2 separate regions of the Mus musculus genome follow, and region 1 is linked to region 2. Evidence: chromatin contacts called from public Hi-C data. All regions are on one chromosome and are shown on one strand. The core of a region is the stretch at or near the end of the contact, and the rest is flanking DNA. Distances in the headings are between cores, read along the strand shown. Region 1 has its middle 50 kb from the start of Stac. Region 2 overlaps Stac (src homology three (SH3) and cysteine rich domain).

Region 1 (6,067 bases), core at 986-3,485, 160 kb after region 2:
AGTGTTGGTGGCTTAGGTCACACATACATTGTTTACCAGATATTTCTTGCCTGTGACTTTCTGGTAACCCCACTTTGCTATGACCCATGCCACTAAACTTTCCAGAAACAAACAAACAAACAAACAAGCCAACACCCATAGTCTCTCGTGTCTATTCTAAGCAGATTCTGGCTTCCCAGAGCATGAATGATCAAGTCTTTGTATCAAAGGATGGGTGTTATGATCTGCCACAGGTGATGGATGGGTCAGTAGGCCGCAGCATCCGTGTCACATGCCTGTCCTGTCAGAAATCCACAGATAAGCAGAATTCGTGGCACTGGGAACAGTTAGAAGTCCTAGAGCCCAAACGTCTGAGAAGCAGAGCCTTTGATGCTAAAGCAAGAATAAGATGGACATTTCAGCATCAGAAGAGCACATGAACATTCATTCACCTCCCTACGCCACCCAGGTTTCAGCAGACCAGACACCTCTCCTCCATACTGGTGAGGGCCATCTCTTCACCTGTTAGCAACCACTGATGCAGATCCCTTCTGAAACATCCTGGAGGATACAGGCAGAAGTGACACTTTACCCAGCCATCAGGGCATCTCTCAGTCCAGCCAAATTGACAGAGAATATCAGCTGTCACATCAGCCTGACATTAATGATGCTAATCCATCTCTCTGTTGATATTAATCATGACTATTATTATGTGACCATGACAGACTTAATTCCTTCCTAAGGGAAAGAAACCTCCAAACCCTGTAATTTATTGAACACATCTACCGTCCTGGTCTTCTTGTTAGGCAGAGGCATGTCAGCAGGAAGAATAGGGGAGACTGGTGTTTTAGTTGCCAACATCTCATTCACTGACTCAGCAACTGTTCATTACTGACCAAGTTTAACTGCACCTGCATGGACATGATTGGTCCTAGAAACTAGAACAAGATAGGTCAGGTGACAAGTTCAAGAATGTAGTCATTAAGATCTTGTGTCTCATGTAGCCCTGGGTGTGAAGTAAGATTGGGTAAAAATAAAAGTACTTAAGACCTTCTAAGTCCTCATGGACTTGTCTGTAAATAAGAATAACGTTGGCATCTTCATTGCTGGCTCGTGTGAGGGTTAAATGGATTGCTGTATTTGGACCCATATCTACTGCACACAATTGCTGAATTTCATAGAATTGTTCTGAGCCTGCATGTATGTCAAACACACTCCAATCTCCTTTTAAATATGAATAAATAATTCAGAACTGTGAAATTATTTTTCTCCAGGCCATGCAGGCACAAAATATAGAGGAATAGAGAAAGAGATGAGAGAGAGAGAGAGAGAGAGAGAGAGAGAGAGAGAGAGAGAGAGAGGAGGGAAAGTTAAGAGAGATCAAACAAATCTTTAGAAATTTTTATTATAAAAGTACTTGCAAAAACAACAACAGTGGCAACAAATCTATGCATCAAAATTAACCAGACTGGAAATCTATACATCTCAGCAAGCTTCTATACAGTTAGAATAGCTGCTCTGAAGCTGTGGATAAGTGCATGGCTGTGGATAAATGCATGAAACAGATACTCAGCAGTGAAAGTGTAAGATACAATGTGAAGTCCTTTTAAGGTTTATTATGCATTTTATCTGTATGCACATTTGCAAGCATATATGTGTATGTACCACATGTGTGCAGTGCTAGAGAAAGACAGATCTCCTAGAACTGGAGTTACAGTTGTGAGCCATCATATGGGGGTTGAGAACCCAACCCTGGCCCTCTGCCAGAGCAGCAAGTGTTCTGAATAGCTGAGCCATCCCTCCAGCCACACAGACATAGTTAGGTCTTCTAAGTACAACGGGGGTAGGTTCATTTATCTGAAAAAAGAATGGCAAAGTTCACTGTCCATGTCAGTATTAAAGTTCGAATGAAAAGCAGAAGACCCCCGAACCACACCTGGATTTCTGACTTTCAAAATACCTTCTGGCTATCTGTCAGTGCAGGCTGGCTTCTGTTCCTATTCGCCTGCCTGGAGGCTGCAGCTTCTTTAAGGAGATTGATTTGTGACTCCCAGCATCTGGAAACCACTCATCTCAATGTAACCGTGTGATTTGGGGAGAGCTGGAGCTGAGCCATTTTGCCAGAAAATGATGAAGACAAAGTCCAGGAATATTGCGAGCTTATCAGGAAAATCGATTCCTCTAACAAGGAAGTGAGTCACTATTGATTTCTTTTTCTCTAATTAGACTCTGAACCCTGGTAGCTTTTTGTGAGTGATGGCAGTTTGCTCTCACTAAATGTGTTTCTCACTCGGCAGTGGAGTGCAACATGCTTTCAAAAGACCGTGTTTCCTCTCTTGCTTCTTCCAATTCTTGAAGATTGTTAGCATGGGAGCTTTTAGACGCTTGCTGTGGTGGTGTCAGGATGCTGTCAGACATTCTCTGAGTGTCCTATCCTATGCAGGAGCCTGGAGCTGGAGAGAGGGTTGGCACAAGGGACAGATAGTGCACAGCAATAGCTATGGACAGCTGCTATGTAGTTATGGGGGTCAGTTGAGAAGCAAGCCAGCAGCTTTCAATCTAAGATGTCTGCATGCACACGGTACATAGTGGGTAGCTATTAAAGAAACCAGATGCTTCCCAGCAGCTCCTAGCTTCCCGCATCCTAGCAGATGTACTGTGGTTTGAAAATGAAATGGCCCCATAGGAACATATGGTAAACACCCGGAGCCAGCTGGTATTATCTTTGGACAGGCCATATAGCCCTTAGGAGGTGGGACCCTGCTGGAGGATATCCACCATTTATGGCAGGGATGGGAGGTTGTACAGCTTGACTGTACATCCTGTTCATCTCTGCTTCCTGACTTCTGGGCCAGCTTCATGGTTCCTGATGCTGGCCATTCCCACCATCATAGATTCATCCCCTCTGGGGCTATAACCCCAAATAAATCCTTTCTTTTCTGAGTTGCTCTTCATTCTATCTTGCAGACAAGGAACTGTTGACTCAACAGGACTGACAGGACCAGATGAGAACTGTTTACAAGGAAGGGCCATTGCCAGGTTTAGTCCTTAGGCACCTTCTGGAAGAAGAGCGCTGAGAGTCAGTGTGGCTGCCTGGGCAGGGTGGTGTGGTGATGAGCTTCAGAGACACGGGCACAGCATGCCACCATGGTGACTCCTGCTGAGTGTCCTTTCCGGTGCCTGGTGCCTTGGTTCATGTTGAGTCTCTCATTCAGGTGCTGCCTCTTGCATCACAGTGAAATTGCAAGTGAAGGCTGGAATTTCATTTTAGATTTGTCCCTTAACAAATGTTCATGCTCACAGTGACAGGTGGCAGCTTGGATGACTGACTGCACATGTCAGGACCATGAAGATGGACTTGGAGGCAGCCAGGTCACAGAAACTCTTTGTTTCTCTTTCTGACGTGGCCACATTAACTAAATAAATCTCCTTTTCTTGCATTTCTGTGTTACTCTATCTCTTTAATTGGTCTATTAAAGATGGCGGCTGAGCTTGGCTTGTTAGCTGCCAGGGCCCAGAATCTGACCCTAACAACCACGGGGCAACTTGAAATGTGACTGGTAGTAGTAATGATCCTCTGATACTGGCTTCTTCGCAAGATACGCGTGCCATGCGGGTGTCAGATGACATGGTCATATGAAGACTACACTTGACAACTTTTCTATAGATCTTAAATTATTCTAAAGCAAAGCTCACCTGACAATTAAACAAAAGCCCCCAAACTGTCCAAAAACTGAGAAGACTCGTGGCAAGCTTGGAGGGATGCCACAGTGCAAAAGGGAGAGCAGAACTGGTTGATGGGGACATGCCTGTGACTTGTAGTGATGAACTTGCAGGTGTCAGCAGACAGCGTTTGCTCTCCCCCACTTACTTCTTTGAGGAAATAATGCTTATCATTGATTTGATTGAAAGGTCTCAGTCCTTATTCTTCATTCCACTGGGTGATCGATCTGTCATCACTTCCGTGTATAATTATACTCGTATATAACTTTTTAAATTAACAACACATTTTGTTAACTGCCAAATAGTCACTCATTTCTCATGAAAAGAAGTTGCTGTCAGATTATATTTGTTAATATTTTCATGATCACTTCTGCACCAATATTCAGAAATTTGCTTTTATAATTTTATAATATTATATTATGCATCATGTACTGCTTCTGACAGGTGCTGTTTGTATTTTGGAAATTTTTTTTTGTTTCGCTATCTTCCTTAATTTTCTAATTATTTACAGCTTGAAAATGTTAGTGGCTTTTAATTTACACTATCTGTCGCAGTTACATTTCTAAGGCTGGTGCACAGCACCCAGGAAGCAGAGGTAGGGGGATCTCTGTGAGTTCAAGGCCACCCTGGTCTACACAGAGAGTTCTAGGCCAGCCAGAGCTACATGTAACATCTTGTCTAAAAAAAATACAGGTAATGCCATTAAAATGAATATATCTAGGTACTCAGAACTCTGAGTTAGTTAAATGAGCACCATTAGAATTTAGAAACCATCTTTCCCCAATTTTATCTCATTTCTGTCCCTTTTGTACTGTGATTTTAACACATACATTTCTACATTTAGGTTAAATATTGGTCAGGTTTTTTTCTGTCTTTGTTTTATATACCTGGAATGACATTGGATATATTATTCTGAAATTGTCTTACTATAATTTCATCTGTGCTGATGTGGTCATTATTTTTCACATACACCTTGACTTGCCAATACTTCTTGCTCTTGAGGGATATGTAGGTGGTTTTCAGTCTTTCTTTCTTGTGTAGGTTCATGTGTGTGCTCATGTCTCTGTGTGGTTGTACATGCACCTACATATGTGTGGCGGCCTGAAGTCAATGCCATGTGTATTTCTTAGTTACTCTCCACCTAATTTTTTTTGTGACAATCTCACACTGAATCTGTAGCAATCTTATCCAGGAAGACTGGCTGGACAGCAAGCCCCAGGGATGCACTTGTTTCTGCCTCCCCAGCATGGGGATAATACAATGACCAGCCTTTTATGTGGATTCTAGGGCACTGGAGTCATGCTTGCGTGGCGAGCGTTATACTCATTGAGCCATTTTTTCAACCCCAAATGCCCATTTTAAAGAGCTGTATGTATATGTATGTATGTATGTGTGTGTGTGTGTGTATACATTCACTTAATATCTCATCTTCAAGAGATCTGAGCCATCCCCTACCCCCAACCTTTTACCCACTGAACATCTCCCCATCCAACCCATCTTACCCACTGTGCCGTCTCCTCAGCTTCCAAGGTGCTTTTTTTTAATGTCCTTATTTGAAAACAGGGGAAATGTAATTTTGCATTTATAGTGTCTTGCACTCAGGGTGACACACTGGACACCAGCTCACACTCTGGTGACATGCTGGACAGCAGCTGTGATGTACTGATGTGCGTTGGTAGAACAGAAGTGGCATGCTCTCTCTGATCTCCCACAGCTGTGTGGCAGCATGCTCTGGCAGAGCTGATGCAAGAAAATGAATCTTATCCATAAGACTCAAAAACCATCATTCAATGAGAGGACACCTCGCTACAAAGATTATATGGAAAGTTTTTACTTCTGCAAGAGCGAATCACTACTCTCTGTGCCTAGAGGATGCTGTGAAGGACAGTCTATGGTTTTATATAACTTGGTAAATAACAGCCATGAATTAACACGGGAAATCTGGAACTGTAAAAGGACCTGCAGTTCTGTTATTCACAACATACTTATAGGCTGGCTGGCCTGATAGCCCGGCAGGTAAAGGTGGCGCTTGCCACCAAGCCTGATGATCTGAGTTTGATCCCTGGAACCCACATAATGGAAGGAGAGAACAGATCTCACATCTTCTTGTCTGACCTCCATACACACACTGCGGCTTGCACACACCCACACGTATGCATACACATATGCTTAAGGAAAGTGTGTGTGGTGTAAGTGTAGAAGTTGTCAAATTTTCAAAAGAATATATGAACACGCCCATGCAATGAGCACCTGGATGGAGAAGCGCAGACTATGCCTCTAACCCCTTTTTGGGCTCTGTTCCAGATGCTAGCCCACGTCCTCCACACTCCACCACTCTCCTGACTTTTAACAGTGCACATTAGTA
Region 2 (6,133 bases), core at 3,006-5,505:
AACAAATATCCACAGCAGGTAGGTTCTGAAAGAGCTATTTTACTAGACACCAGGTGCACATTGCAAAATAAAATCCTTGCTTAGAACTTCTATTCTGATGCAAAAGATGAGTTATAAATAAAAAAACAAAGAACAAACCATTTAATAACAATATAAACAACCACACATTTTAGAGGATGACAGAAATAAATAGGGTGTGGAGGAGTGGATTCCTACAGAGGTTAGTCAAACTGCCCACCCTTCTGGAAGAAACAGCTAGTGATAAGTGTCTCTTGCACTCAAAACCAAGACAGCAACTTTCTCCATGTGAGCCCAAAGCTGGTCGGATCACTCTGTCCTCGTGCCTGACACTGTCGCACAATGAGAGCGTCCTTTCCCTTGGAACCTGAACTCCAACTTCTTCCTATACTGGGATCCAGGAGCTCAGCCGGGATGGACATGCAATGTTAGGGGCCCTGTAGTGACAGGGACAGATAGGGGCACGTTTAGAATCCAAACTCTCAGAGCACCCCTACACTTCATGTTAAGGGAATCTGCATATTCACTGTTTAAGCAGCCCAGCCCACACACCAGTGCTTAGCCTTTCTGAGTTAAGCTTTGAGATGCTAAAAGGCCACCTGGAAGGATGTGGGGCTCAGCCACCTCGGTGCATTGAGTAACTCCCACTATGTGGAGCTAGGAGAAGATGCAAGGAGAAAAACACCCACATCTTCAGTGTTACAGACAAGGTTGAGCACCTGGCTGGAGGGGCGAGATTAAGCTTTGGAGGGAGGGCAGCCTCTGAGTCCACTCCCTTGTGTCTGGCTGAGACGGAGTGGAAGACAGCTATCTAGGATTTCCATCCAATGCCTTTTCAGGTTACCTGTTCTCTGGGTAAAGCATGATTTAAAGGTTTAATCTCTGACTCTGGATTCTCAGTGACAGGTGGCCTAAGCTGCCTGTGCTATTTGTTGTTGTTGTTGTGCTTGTTTTTTAATTTAAAAAAATGTGTTGGCCCAGATTTGGGGCTCCAGCTAGAGTTTGCTCAGTTCTCTGTATTAAGCACCAGATTAACTCCACACTCCAGCTTCTTCCCTCCCCACAACTCTGATCACTTACCCCAGGGTCAAGTACCAGCAAAGGATGGGTGGTACCTAAGCTCTGAAACCTGGCCAGTTTCAGGGAGCCCAGGAAATCCTTGCCTTGGGGTGCATGTGCTTGCTGTTGTCCTGAGTACAAACCCTGAGATCCTTGCTTGGCAGCCCTTGGTTCACAATCGTCCATTGTCTTCTCAAACCTTCTCAACTTGGACATGGTGTTCTCAGTGTGCTGCGTTACGCCATCAAAGAACCAAAGCACCGTACCAACCAACTCTACTCAGAGAGCCTTTGCCATCAGTCTGAAGAGAATGCAAGCCCAATGCTTGTTTATCTCAGGAGACCCCTGTGGGCAAAAGTGTGTTGTGTACAGAGCTAGGGATGGTACAACCTGACTATGTGGAATCTTCTGGAAACTGTTATTGAAGACGGCTTCATGTTTCATGGATGAGAGTTCCTAGGGGGAGTCTGGTCTAAGGTCCCACAGCCCATTTCTCCTGTGCCCTGGGTGGATAAAGGTTCTTAGAAGTGAAGACACTCTCATTCCCCAATGAAGACACTTCTTCTGAGGATGGGTATCCATTGTCGGGAGAGCAGGAGGACTGGGCTATCTTTGTCTTGTATTTGGAAGTCAGAAAAATGATCTTCATGTCTTGACCTCTGCCTGAATAGCCAAAGAAGATTCTAGGATGCTGAGCTCATATTTTCTGAGAGCCTATGACATTCAGGTCTTGAATATGCACTAGAAGCACAGATATGGCAAGATTTCTCAAGGCCTCCGTTTTAACTCCGTAGTTAACTCCGCTGAGGCTAACACAGCACCCTCTGATGGCATCTCCATTTTCCTTCCAGACAAATACATTATTTTCTACAAGTGGGATAAGAAGAGACTGGGGCTTAAAGAAACCTCCTCAGACCTTAGTATCCCACATGAAAGGGTGGACCATTGAAGGCACAGGGGAGGGGCACTGGCTTTTATGGTTTTTACCTTTAAACACTAAGTTGGCATTGATATTTATATAAAACATTTAGGCAAGTTCACAATAAATGATGGCCACCATTGTTCTGAAGCCATTATTCCTGCCCTCAGGATGCCGGTAATCTCAAAAGCAGAAGTCTATAAACAGGAAACCACCGACAGACAGTGAGTGAGCGTCTTCCGTGAATGAGGAACAAGTCCCACGTGGAGTAGATCAAGTGTGGAGTTAGATCCAGGTGAAAACCCCAGCACTTACAGCTCTGATCCTGAGCTGTCACAATGATATGCTGTAAGTTTATATGTCACACACGATAATAAATAGATTATGGAATATTGTTATTTTGAAAAGTTATTCTGTGGATTGAGTTAAAACACATGGAAGTCTTTGGTTCTATGAAATTGCTAATTTGCTCCCAGGCCTGTCATTTTTTACTTAGAGACAAGATCTAGTGGATGTGGTATGCTCTGTCTCTGTCTCCCATGCCCACCGCATAAAGATGTGGGTCTTTCTATGATTCCTAGGCTGGCCTTGAACTTGCAATCTCTTGTAATCTGGGATTACAGAGGCCTACCACTGTGTACTGCTACACTGCCCTCATTAGTTTTTGTCAGGGACAATTGGTAATGAGATGTTTGCTTCCTTGGGTAGCCTCAGACTCTAGTCTTTAGGATAATTCAGAACTCAGGAAGGCTTCTGCCTTTGTTTGTGTAGACCCAGTCTCCTTTCCCTTTATCCTTCTGACCACAAATATCAGAGCTAAGCTTGGCAGTTGACTCTATGTGCCTCATTACCGTAGTATTTTTGTAGGGCTGAAAACAGCAGATGTTCTGTAGGAGGAACAATGCCCACTGCATGAAATGGGCACCACCAGCCATGTCTGTGCACATGTCAGCAGGGACAGAGAGACTAGACTACTTACATCGGGCTTTGGCTCCATGGCTAGCTGCAGGATATCGAGTGCCTTTAACACTATTCATGGCTTATCAAAATGCAGGAGAGTTGCCCATATCACTCTGCAGGCATTTTGGACAGTTTTAATATTCCATACCCTAGCCTATTCATTAGCTGAAGAGAAGTCTACATTGAGTCTATCAACACCACAGATGTCCTTGAAAGAGCCAGCCAATGGGAGAAGCAAAGGGAAGTAGCCAAATTACTCTGCTCATCTGAGATTTACTGTTGAGCTTTTTCTTTTTTTTAATCAGACTAATTTCTCAGTTTGCGTTAATCTGGTCCAGAATTGTTTACAGCCCTGGCACATCAGGAACTCCTTGACTCTGCAGTTTGATTTCCATCTTAAACCCGAGAGCCTTGAGGCTGTTTGCATTTTCTCCCAGGTCCATATTCCAGCCGGAACATTCAGCTAAAGAGCCATTTGGAAGGAACTGGGGAGATGTTCCTGAACTGTCGTGGATCACGCTCTCTAGAACCTAATTGAGAGAGGCGTTTGAGTGCGAGGGAGGCAGCTAAACACATTAGTGACATTCGGGAAGGTCTGGGCTTCTTGACATCGTGCAGCATCACAAAATAATATGCACCAGAGACTTTCCTCAAATAGCCTTAATTGGATTTTGATGTCCTGGCGACTGTGAAGATTATTTTTAAATCAAATTGGTGCATTAGAATTACATTTAGTTTTAATTAAGTTGATGCATTTGCCAAGCAGTAATGTACTTAGAGAATGGAAATGAGACACCAGGGGAGTCTTCTCCTGTCTCATTTGTCTCGAGCATTCCTCCTTTCTTCTTTTACAGAGGGTTGTATACAATGGGCAAGGTGAACTTCAGGGTGGGTCAAAGGTGAACGCAGCTCTCTCCACAGGTTAAAACAGAATCGGGAAACTGGAGTTCTCTCTCTCTTTCTCTCTCTGTCTCTCTCTCTCTGTGTCTCTCTCTCTCTGTCTCTATCTGTCTGTCTCTGTCTCTGTCTGTCTCTCTCTTTCTGTCTCTCTCTGTCTCTGTCTGTCTCTCTGTCTCTGTCTCTGTCTGTCTCTGTCTCTCTCTCTGTCTCTCTCTCTCTGTCTGTGTGTGTCTCTAAGTCAGAGGATCACATGGAATGTTGTTCCTCAGAAACTGTCTACCTTTGGTTTTTGACCTTGGGTAATTTCTCTAGCTCCTCCATTAGGGGCCGTGTGACCCATCCAATAGCTGACTGTGATCATCCACTTCTGTGTTTGCTAGGCCCCGGTCTCTCACTGGAGTGACGTGGAGATCACTGAGTCACTATCTCTACTTCCTCAGTGCCGGCATTACAACTGCATGCTACATGCCCTGTTTTTGATTTTACACAGATTTTGGGCACTGACCTCATGTCACCATGCTTATGAAGCAAGTGTGTTACAGCCTGGACTGTCTCTGTAGCCCTGTATTTTGGTTTTGAGTCTGTCATTGCCTACTGACAGTCACAACTGCTTTCAAATCTAGAAGACAATCAGAATCCAGGTGAATATCTAACCACATAGAATTCCAGGCAGAATTTGATTCAGGGTATAGGTCTATGGTGTACCCAGGAATCTCAACTTTAATAACATTCTCCACAAGAATTTTATGGTTTATAGTCAATGGCTTTACTGTTCCAACCAGTTTTCTCCTCTAAAATGATGTTGTCTTGGGCAACCTCACAGCTTTTCTGGAGAACACTAGGGATGGGAGGGGGGATCGTGGAAAATTTGGGAATGGACAGAATAATCAGGTTATGTCTTCCTTTCTTTTTTTTTTTTTTTTTCACATTTTTTTTTCCATTTTTTATTAGGTATTTAGCTCATTTACATTTCCAATGCTATACCAAAAGTCCCCCTTACCCACCCACCCCCACTCCCCTACCCACCCACTCCCCCCCTTTGGCCCTGGCGTTCCCCTGTACCGGGGCACACAAAGTCTGCGTGTCCAATGGGCCTCTCTTTGCAGTGATGGCCGACTAGGCCATCTTTTGATACATATGCAGCTAGAGTCAAGAGCTCAGGGGTACTGGTTAGTTCATAATGTTGTTCCACCTATAGGGTTGAAGATCCCTTTAGCTCCTTGGGTACTTTCTCTAGCTCCTCCATTGGGAGCCCTGTGATCCATCCATTAGCTGACTGTGAGCATCCACTTCTGTGTTTGCTAGGCCCCGGCATAGTCTCACAAGAGACAGCTACATCTGGGTCCTTTCGATAAAATCTTGCTAGTATATGCAATGGTGTCAGCGTTTGGATGCTGATTATGGGGTGGATCCCTGGATATGGCAGTCTCTACATGGTCCATCCTTTCATCTCAGCTCCAAACTTTGTTTCTGTAACTCCTTCCATGGGTGTTTTGTTCCCACTTCTAAGGAGGGGCATAGTGTCCACACTTCAGTCTTCATTTTTCTTGAGTTTCATGTGTTTAGGAAATTGTATCTTATATCGTGGGTATCCTAGGTTTTGGGCTAGTGTCCACTTATCAGTGAGTACATAAGGCCTCAACAGATTCAAAAATATTGAAATTGTCCCATGTATCCTATGTCTTCCTTTCAATGGCTTTCTTTTTTTTTTTCATAAAAGCATACACTAGCAAGATTTCGCTGAAAGGACCCAGTTATAGCTCTCTCTTGTGAGACTATGCCGGGGCCTAGCAAACACAGAAGTGGATGATCACAGTCAGCTATTGGATGGGTCACACGGCCCCTAATGGAGGAGCTAGAGAAATTACCCAAGGAGCTATAGGGAACTGCAACCCTATAGGTGGAACAACAATATGAACTAACCAGTACCCGAGAGCTCTTGTCTTTAGCTGCATATGTATCAAAAGATGGCCTAGTCGGCCATCACTGGAAAGAGAGGCCCATTGGACTTGCAAACTTTATATGCCCCAGTACAGGGGAACGCCAGGGCCAAAAAGGGGGAGTGGGTGGGTAGGGGATTGGGGGGGTGGGTATGGGGGACCTTTGGGATAGCATTGAAAATGTAAATGAGGAAAATACCTAATAAAATAAATAAATAAATAAAAAAGCTGCAGAAAATTTATAACAATGCAATTATCACTGTCCATAGAAATTAAAGAGGGTTGTGCCTAGCAGAATCTAGTCAAGAATACCTCATGAATTCTGTTCCTTGATTTG

What was found. A called contact is a pair of places that touch in the nucleus more often than the background predicts.
Region 1: a contact with region 2 is called in a Hi-C map of the N1E-115 cell line, with 7 times the contacts expected there. The contact joins two enhancer-like sites. A contact is called at or near these places in 2 of 484 Hi-C or Micro-C datasets (the N1E-115 cell line and nephron progenitors), 6 of 115 datasets of contacts at active chromatin or transcription factors (all in embryonic stem cells) and 1 of 9 other capture datasets (embryonic stem cells).

What each region holds. Positions count from the first base shown.
Region 1 is chr9:111,737,461-111,743,527 of GRCm38.p6, forward strand. No RefSeq gene overlaps it. Among named protein-coding and RNA genes, the nearest start is that of Stac, 50 kb to the left of the region's middle. Within about 2 kb of position 2,236, at least 20 of the 459 cell types and tissues checked have an H3K27ac peak or open chromatin away from gene starts, as enhancers often do. A contact at or near this core is called in the N1E-115 cell line, where this site is marked.
Region 2 is chr9:111,575,431-111,581,563 of GRCm38.p6, forward strand. All of the region lies in intron 8 of Stac (src homology three (SH3) and cysteine rich domain), which reads right to left. Gm36088 (a long non-coding RNA gene) reads left to right here. Exons shown (of 3, transcript XR_379898.3): 3 at 2,167-2,384. Among named protein-coding and RNA genes, the nearest start is that of Gm36088, 4.6 kb to the left of the region's middle. Within about 2 kb of position 4,256, at least 8 of the 459 cell types and tissues checked have an H3K27ac peak or open chromatin away from gene starts, as enhancers often do. A contact at or near this core is called in the N1E-115 cell line, where this site is marked.